Linked DNA regions of Manis pentadactyla: region 1 is linked to region 2. Evidence: chromatin contacts called from public Hi-C data. All regions are on one chromosome and are shown on one strand. The core of a region is the stretch at or near the end of the contact, and the rest is flanking DNA. Distances in the headings are between cores, read along the strand shown.

Region 1 (2,700 bases), core at 140-2,639, 360 kb after region 2:
ATGTCCCTTCCCCGGTTCTCTGCTGGGGGTGGGCGGGCGGGTTGTGTGCAGGTGGCCCACAGAACCTCTATCAATCCAGAAAGACCCCCACCCCCACCCCTGCGCGCGTCACACGCGTTATCTCCTAAGTACAAAGGGTGACGGGCCCTGCAAATGCAGCTCCAAGACGCGTCCCGAGCCCCCGGGCCCCAGCCTCAGCCGGAGTGCCGCCCCAGGCCCCACCTCCGTAGAAGTGCGGAGGTGAAGCGGAAGGGCTGCTCCGTTCGCGCGCCGGCCGGCTCGGTGCGCAGTTTTAGGGGGCCGAGGGTCCGGCCTCTCTTTGGTGCTGGCTCTGCGGGTCAGTCTCCCTGGGTGTCTCGAGCCATCTCTCGCCCTACCTTTGTGTATGTTTGTTGGGAGTGGGAGGCGCTGTCCCTTTGGCTTGGAAAAGGGCTCCCGGAGTACGAGGGTCCTTGGAAATAGGGTGTTGCCAGTGCTCTAAGCAGTGGTTCGTGTTTTTGCCAGCGAACGTCCCTCCTCCTGGGTACCTGTTCCCTGTTGCACAGACTGGCCCCGCCTGCCACCCGGGGGCTGCCCTGTCTCTAGGAGTGGCGGTGCCCGCTCCTCTGTGAGTAGAGTTCCTCTCGGGCTTTAGGGGCTGAGCTCCCTGGGAGCGGCAGTGCTGCTGGCTCCTGGCTGCGCTGTTCCTGCTGGACTTTCTGCTCCTGTGTCGGGGTCTGAAGGGTCCCAGGAGGAGAATGACCCTTTGCCCAGCTCTCCCTTTTCAGAGTTCCCCAAGCTGGAGCGTCCGTACTGGCTGTCTCCGTTTCTGGGGGCTGCCAGATTCAGACATCCTCGGGAGAGCCGGTCCCTCTGCCCGAGTCTCTCGAGCTGTGCGCGTCCCTGGGGGGCCTTTGTGCGCCCACCGCTCCCGCACCGCGCCCACCCAGCCTCTCTGAAAGGCCGAAGAAGTTGGTGGCTGGCGGCGGCTCGCGGGCGGCGCACCCATCCCCGAGCCACGCCAAGTTTGTCGGGACACGCGTGCAGGGGGTGCGAGCGGCCCTTACCCGATCCGGAGGTAGACCATGCCCAGGCTGAGAAAGAGGTGGCCCAGGCAGCGCCGTGCTTTCCGATTCATAGTCCCCGCTGGCCACCGGGGCCGCGGGCCGGGCTCTGCTGATCCCGCGGGCCGGCCCCGGCGGGGCAATCAACATAGCCCGCCCGGGAGGCGCTGGCCGAGGCGTCCCCGGGGCCGTCTGTCCGTGCGCCCGTCCGCGCGCTCGGCGCCTGAGCCTCGCCGGGAGCGCGGGAGCCACAGAGCGGGAGGAGGGAGGGAGGAGCGAGCGCGGCGCGGGGCGACGCCGGGCTGCGCGCGAGCGGCCGGTGCAAGTGTGGGAAACGCGGGGAGCGCGGGGGCGCTGCAGCCGCCCGCCCCCGCCCCTCCCTCTGTCCTTTCTCCTGTCCCTCCCCCGCCCGCCTCCCCGGAGCGCCCGCCCCGCACCCCCGCGCCCGCGGGACCGGGCCGCCTGCTCCCAGCGCGCGCTCGCGCCTTGCCCCCCGCGCTCCCGTGGCGCCCCCTCCCGGCTCCCGGACGCGGAGCCGAAGTGGGGGACTGTGGGAGTCCGCTCGTCCCCCAACCCCGTCGCTAACTCGCAAGTTGCGGGCCGAGAGTGCGCTCAAAGACTGCCCTCTGGGTGTGGGAATCGAGGCTCGGCCGAGAGCCCTCGCTGCCTCGCCTGCCCCCACGTCCTCTCCCCTCCCGCCGAGCGAACAGAGCTGGGGGGTGTTGGGTAGCACCTGGTACCCCTTTCCCCGGACTTCCGAATCCCAGCCTCAGGGAAGGGCGCCCCCTTCCGCAAGGCTGCTGGCAGACCAGGGATTAACTGGCTCAGCATCTTTCTCCCCGATCCCTGTCTTTTTGAAGTGTGTATCCAGCTGGGTTGGCTTCCTCTAGAATCCCGGTCCTAGTGGACACTCCGAGTCTGGCTGAGGCGTGGGTGCCCCGCACGAGACCGAGATGTGGGACTCGCGAGCCACGCGAGGGCTCCAGGCGCAGCTGGCCGCTCGGCGCGCACTCGCGGCGACACCTGGTGGGCACGATGGGTGGTGTATCTCGGCCTAGTTCCCCGAGACAGGGTGCTCTGAGCATCGCCGGCGATCTGAAGTGCTGATCCCTCCTATGGTATACACCCCAGTCCAGTGACCTAGGGGCTGCTGGACTCTGGTTTCAGCTGAAGAAATGGGGGCTCAGGGCTCCGAAGGTGTTTTCCCAAAGTCACCAGCTAATGAGTGGCAGAGCAGGATTGGAAACAAGGCATGACTGACTCTAATAACCCCACCCCACCACTCGAGACTTGCTTATCCTTCAGAATTGCTTTTCTAAATCACACACGCATTCCCTGAAAAACCACTGCTTCTGCATTTATTCACATTCCACAAATGTCTGCCAGGCACCAAGGTGGGCTCTATGGATATAAGGAATAGGAAGGACTGGAGTCCTCTCTTGGAGCTAGTGAGGGAGAGAGAACAGAGGTAAACAAATATGTAATTTCAGACATAGCAGGAACAAGTGAGGAAAGTAAAACACAGTGATGGGAGAGATGGTATTGGGTGCTGGGGGTTTATTTTAGGTCTGAGGAAGTGGCATTTCCAGCCGAGACCTGAAGGACACAGGATCTGGGGTGTCAGCATGTCAGGAAGGAGAGCAGCAGAGCGAAGCTT
Region 2 (2,700 bases), core at 109-2,608:
GTTTGGACAAGTTATTTCACATTTCTGTGCCTACATTTCTTCATTTGTAAAATGGGGATACCATAGTTTACCTCCTAGAGTTGTTATAAGGATTAGATAAGCATAAAGCTTTTAGACCTAACACACACTAGGTGGTCATTAAATAATAATCAGCATTACTATCCTGGATTCTGTCAGCTTCCCCATGAGGTAGGTGGGAAGGCATCACCTCATTTTCAGAATGAAAGACCAAAGGGCTGAAGCAATTTGCTCAAGGCCATGGTGCTGGCAGGTGGCCAAGTATAGGTTTACTCCAGACCTGTATCTCAGTTACCTCATGATAAAATTGGGGCGATGATAGCAACCCCCCCTAGAATTAAGTTATGAGAACCCAATGCCATCAGCAATCAAGTGACAGGCACATGGAGGGCCCTGTTCAAAGGTTTGTGCCCTTCCCTTTCATGGTGCCCCACCCTGTCACACCAGCACCCTCACGGAGCCACCGGGGATCCCAGCTGCCCTGCTCTTGGCAGCACTAGGGTCAGCTGTTTCTGTTTGGTTGGCGGGGACAGCTGGGCGGACAGAGAGGCGCATTGTGTCTGTCCTCTGGAGCTCTGTTGTCAGAACCTTCTCCCCGGGTCCAGCCCCAAGGCACTCCCAGCTGTCGCTTGGGCTTGTCTTGGCTTCTGGGGTGGGGGGAGGGGAAGACAAGGGAGTGTGCAGATACCGGACTGCACCGTGAAGACTGGATGACCAGCCCGGTTCTGCTGAGGAAACTGAGGCTCAGAGAGCCTAAATGACTTGTGGGGGAGTGCTCGTCTCACGTCAGAGCCACCAAAGATGGAGCGGGGCGTGGGTGCTTCACCCGGGGAGGGTGCGTGTGGCTCAAGTCAGGTAATGGGTTCCCACTGGGTCAAAGATTGAAGGGTCAGAGCACCCGCCCGCCCTCGCTCCTCTCCTTTTACTCCCAGAAACGGAGACCCCAGAGAGCGGACGCGTGCCAAAGGGCACAGCGAGTTTGCCGCAGAGACCGCAGGGAAGAAGGCGACCCAAATTCCCAGCTTTGCGAGGGCGTACGAACGCCAAGCGGCGGGACAGGGAACACGGGAAACAGTAGCCCCGCCTCCGGGGCGGGGCGATGCCGCATGTTCCGGCTGTGACGCGCTGTGGTGAAAAATCGCGCGGCCCTCCTCCAGGGGGCGTGGCTTTCCGAGCCAGGCGGGATCCCACTGGGCATTTGTCTGCGGAAGGCAGAACTTCGCGCTTGATGGGCGTAGGGGCGTGGCATCCTTCCGGCGGGCGCGCTCTGGGCGAGATTCCATTCTTCTGTGACGCAGGCGTGGACGCGACCGGGGCGGAGTCGAACCTGCAGGAGCTCCGCCCCCAGCAGAGGAGGCTGGGGCCAGGGGCGTGTCCTGGGCGGGGCCTCGCGCCGCCCCTCCAGGTCGCGGAGCGTTTGCCTGCGCAGGGAGGGTCCGGCGCCGGGATGTGAGTGCGGCGGGGGTGGAGGGGGGTCGGTGAGGGGCTGGGAGTCTAGCCCCCGGGGTTTCCAGGGGTTCCGGTGGGCGGGAACACGAGTACGCGGGCCACCAAGCGGGCCTGCCAGGTGTGTGTCCTGGTATGGCGGGCCAAGGGGCGCTCGGGTGCTGTGCGCCCGTCGGCCCCGCGCCACTTTCTGCTGCCTGAGAGACCGACGCCAGCCTTAGGGCCCTACCCGGGCGGGGTTCGGCGACGTACGCGGGTCTGACAGCTGGCCTAACCCGGGTGCCCCCAGCTGTGCGGAGGCCTCAGCAGTGGCAGCAGCGAGAGCCGCCCGCCTGGCGGCTGCAGAGGTGTAATAGGGGTGTCAGCTGCGCGGCGGGGCCCGAGGTGATGCCCATCCCTGTCTCCGGGTTGAGCCACAGCCTGCGGCAGTCCCGACCTGCGGTTTCTGGGAACGGTAACCCCCCACTGCTCAAAGATAGGGTCCTTTCTGTGCTCAGCTATTTAGATGCGTTACCTCAATCCTCACAACAGTCACCCATTTTACAGTTGAGGAAACTGAGGCCTAAGGCCACACAGCTGTTCGTGTAATTGTTAACAGTGTGCTGAGTGAGGCCTTGCTGCCAGACTCACCTGGGTGCACATCTGCTGCTCCACAGACCCGCTGGGTGACCTTGAGCACACCTGGCCCCTTCTCCAAGCCTCTGGTGGGATCGTGGCGCTTACCTCCCAGGGCTGCTGTGGGGATTGGTTTGGAGAATGCAGGGAAGGAGCCAGTTGGTGCTGTTGCTAAGTGGCCCTTTTCTGCAGCTGAGGGAGCTAGTGTACTGGGTCAGCGCTGTCCAGTTTATCAAAGCTCATTGGCAGGGAGGGAGTGCTGCTTTCCACACTGAGACAGCTCCTGTCTGTGTCTGTCCCTGTGCACACGGAAGGCCACACACAACCCAGCTGTACCAGCATGTGCCGGAGACACGCTGGCCCATCGTGTACTCGCCGCGCTACAACATAACCTTCATGGGCCTGGAGAAGCTGCACCCCTTTGATGCAGGAAAATGGGGCAAAGTGATCAGCTTCCTAAAAGGTATGGAAGGCCCCGCCTCAGACCCTACATATGCTTTCTCCATCCTGTTGCCCCCAACCCCCTTCCTACTGTCTTCCCCTACCGCAAGCTTCAGGCTCTCCCACCTGCAGTCTCAACCCCCAGACTGCTTTCCGCCCATGCTGTCAAAAGAATCTTTC

What was found. Hi-C and Micro-C count contacts between places; a contact is called where the count stands out from the background.
Region 1: a Hi-C map of skin fibroblasts shows a contact between it and region 2, with 7 times the contacts expected there. The contact joins the promoter of WNT7A here to the promoter of HDAC11 in region 2. A contact is called at or near these places in 2 of 3 Hi-C or Micro-C datasets (fibroblasts and skin fibroblasts).

What each region holds. Positions count from the first base shown.
Region 1 is chr1:201,830,195-201,832,894 of mManPen7.hap1, forward strand. It overlaps WNT7A (Wnt family member 7A), which reads right to left and starts at 1,390. Exons shown (of 5, transcript XM_057506171.1): 1 at 1,047-1,390. The coding sequence starts at 1,117.
Region 2 is chr1:201,470,315-201,473,014 of mManPen7.hap1, forward strand. It overlaps HDAC11 (histone deacetylase 11), which reads left to right and starts at 1,359. Exons shown (of 11, transcript XM_057506143.1): 1 at 1,359-1,467; 2 at 2,394-2,542. The coding sequence starts at 1,466.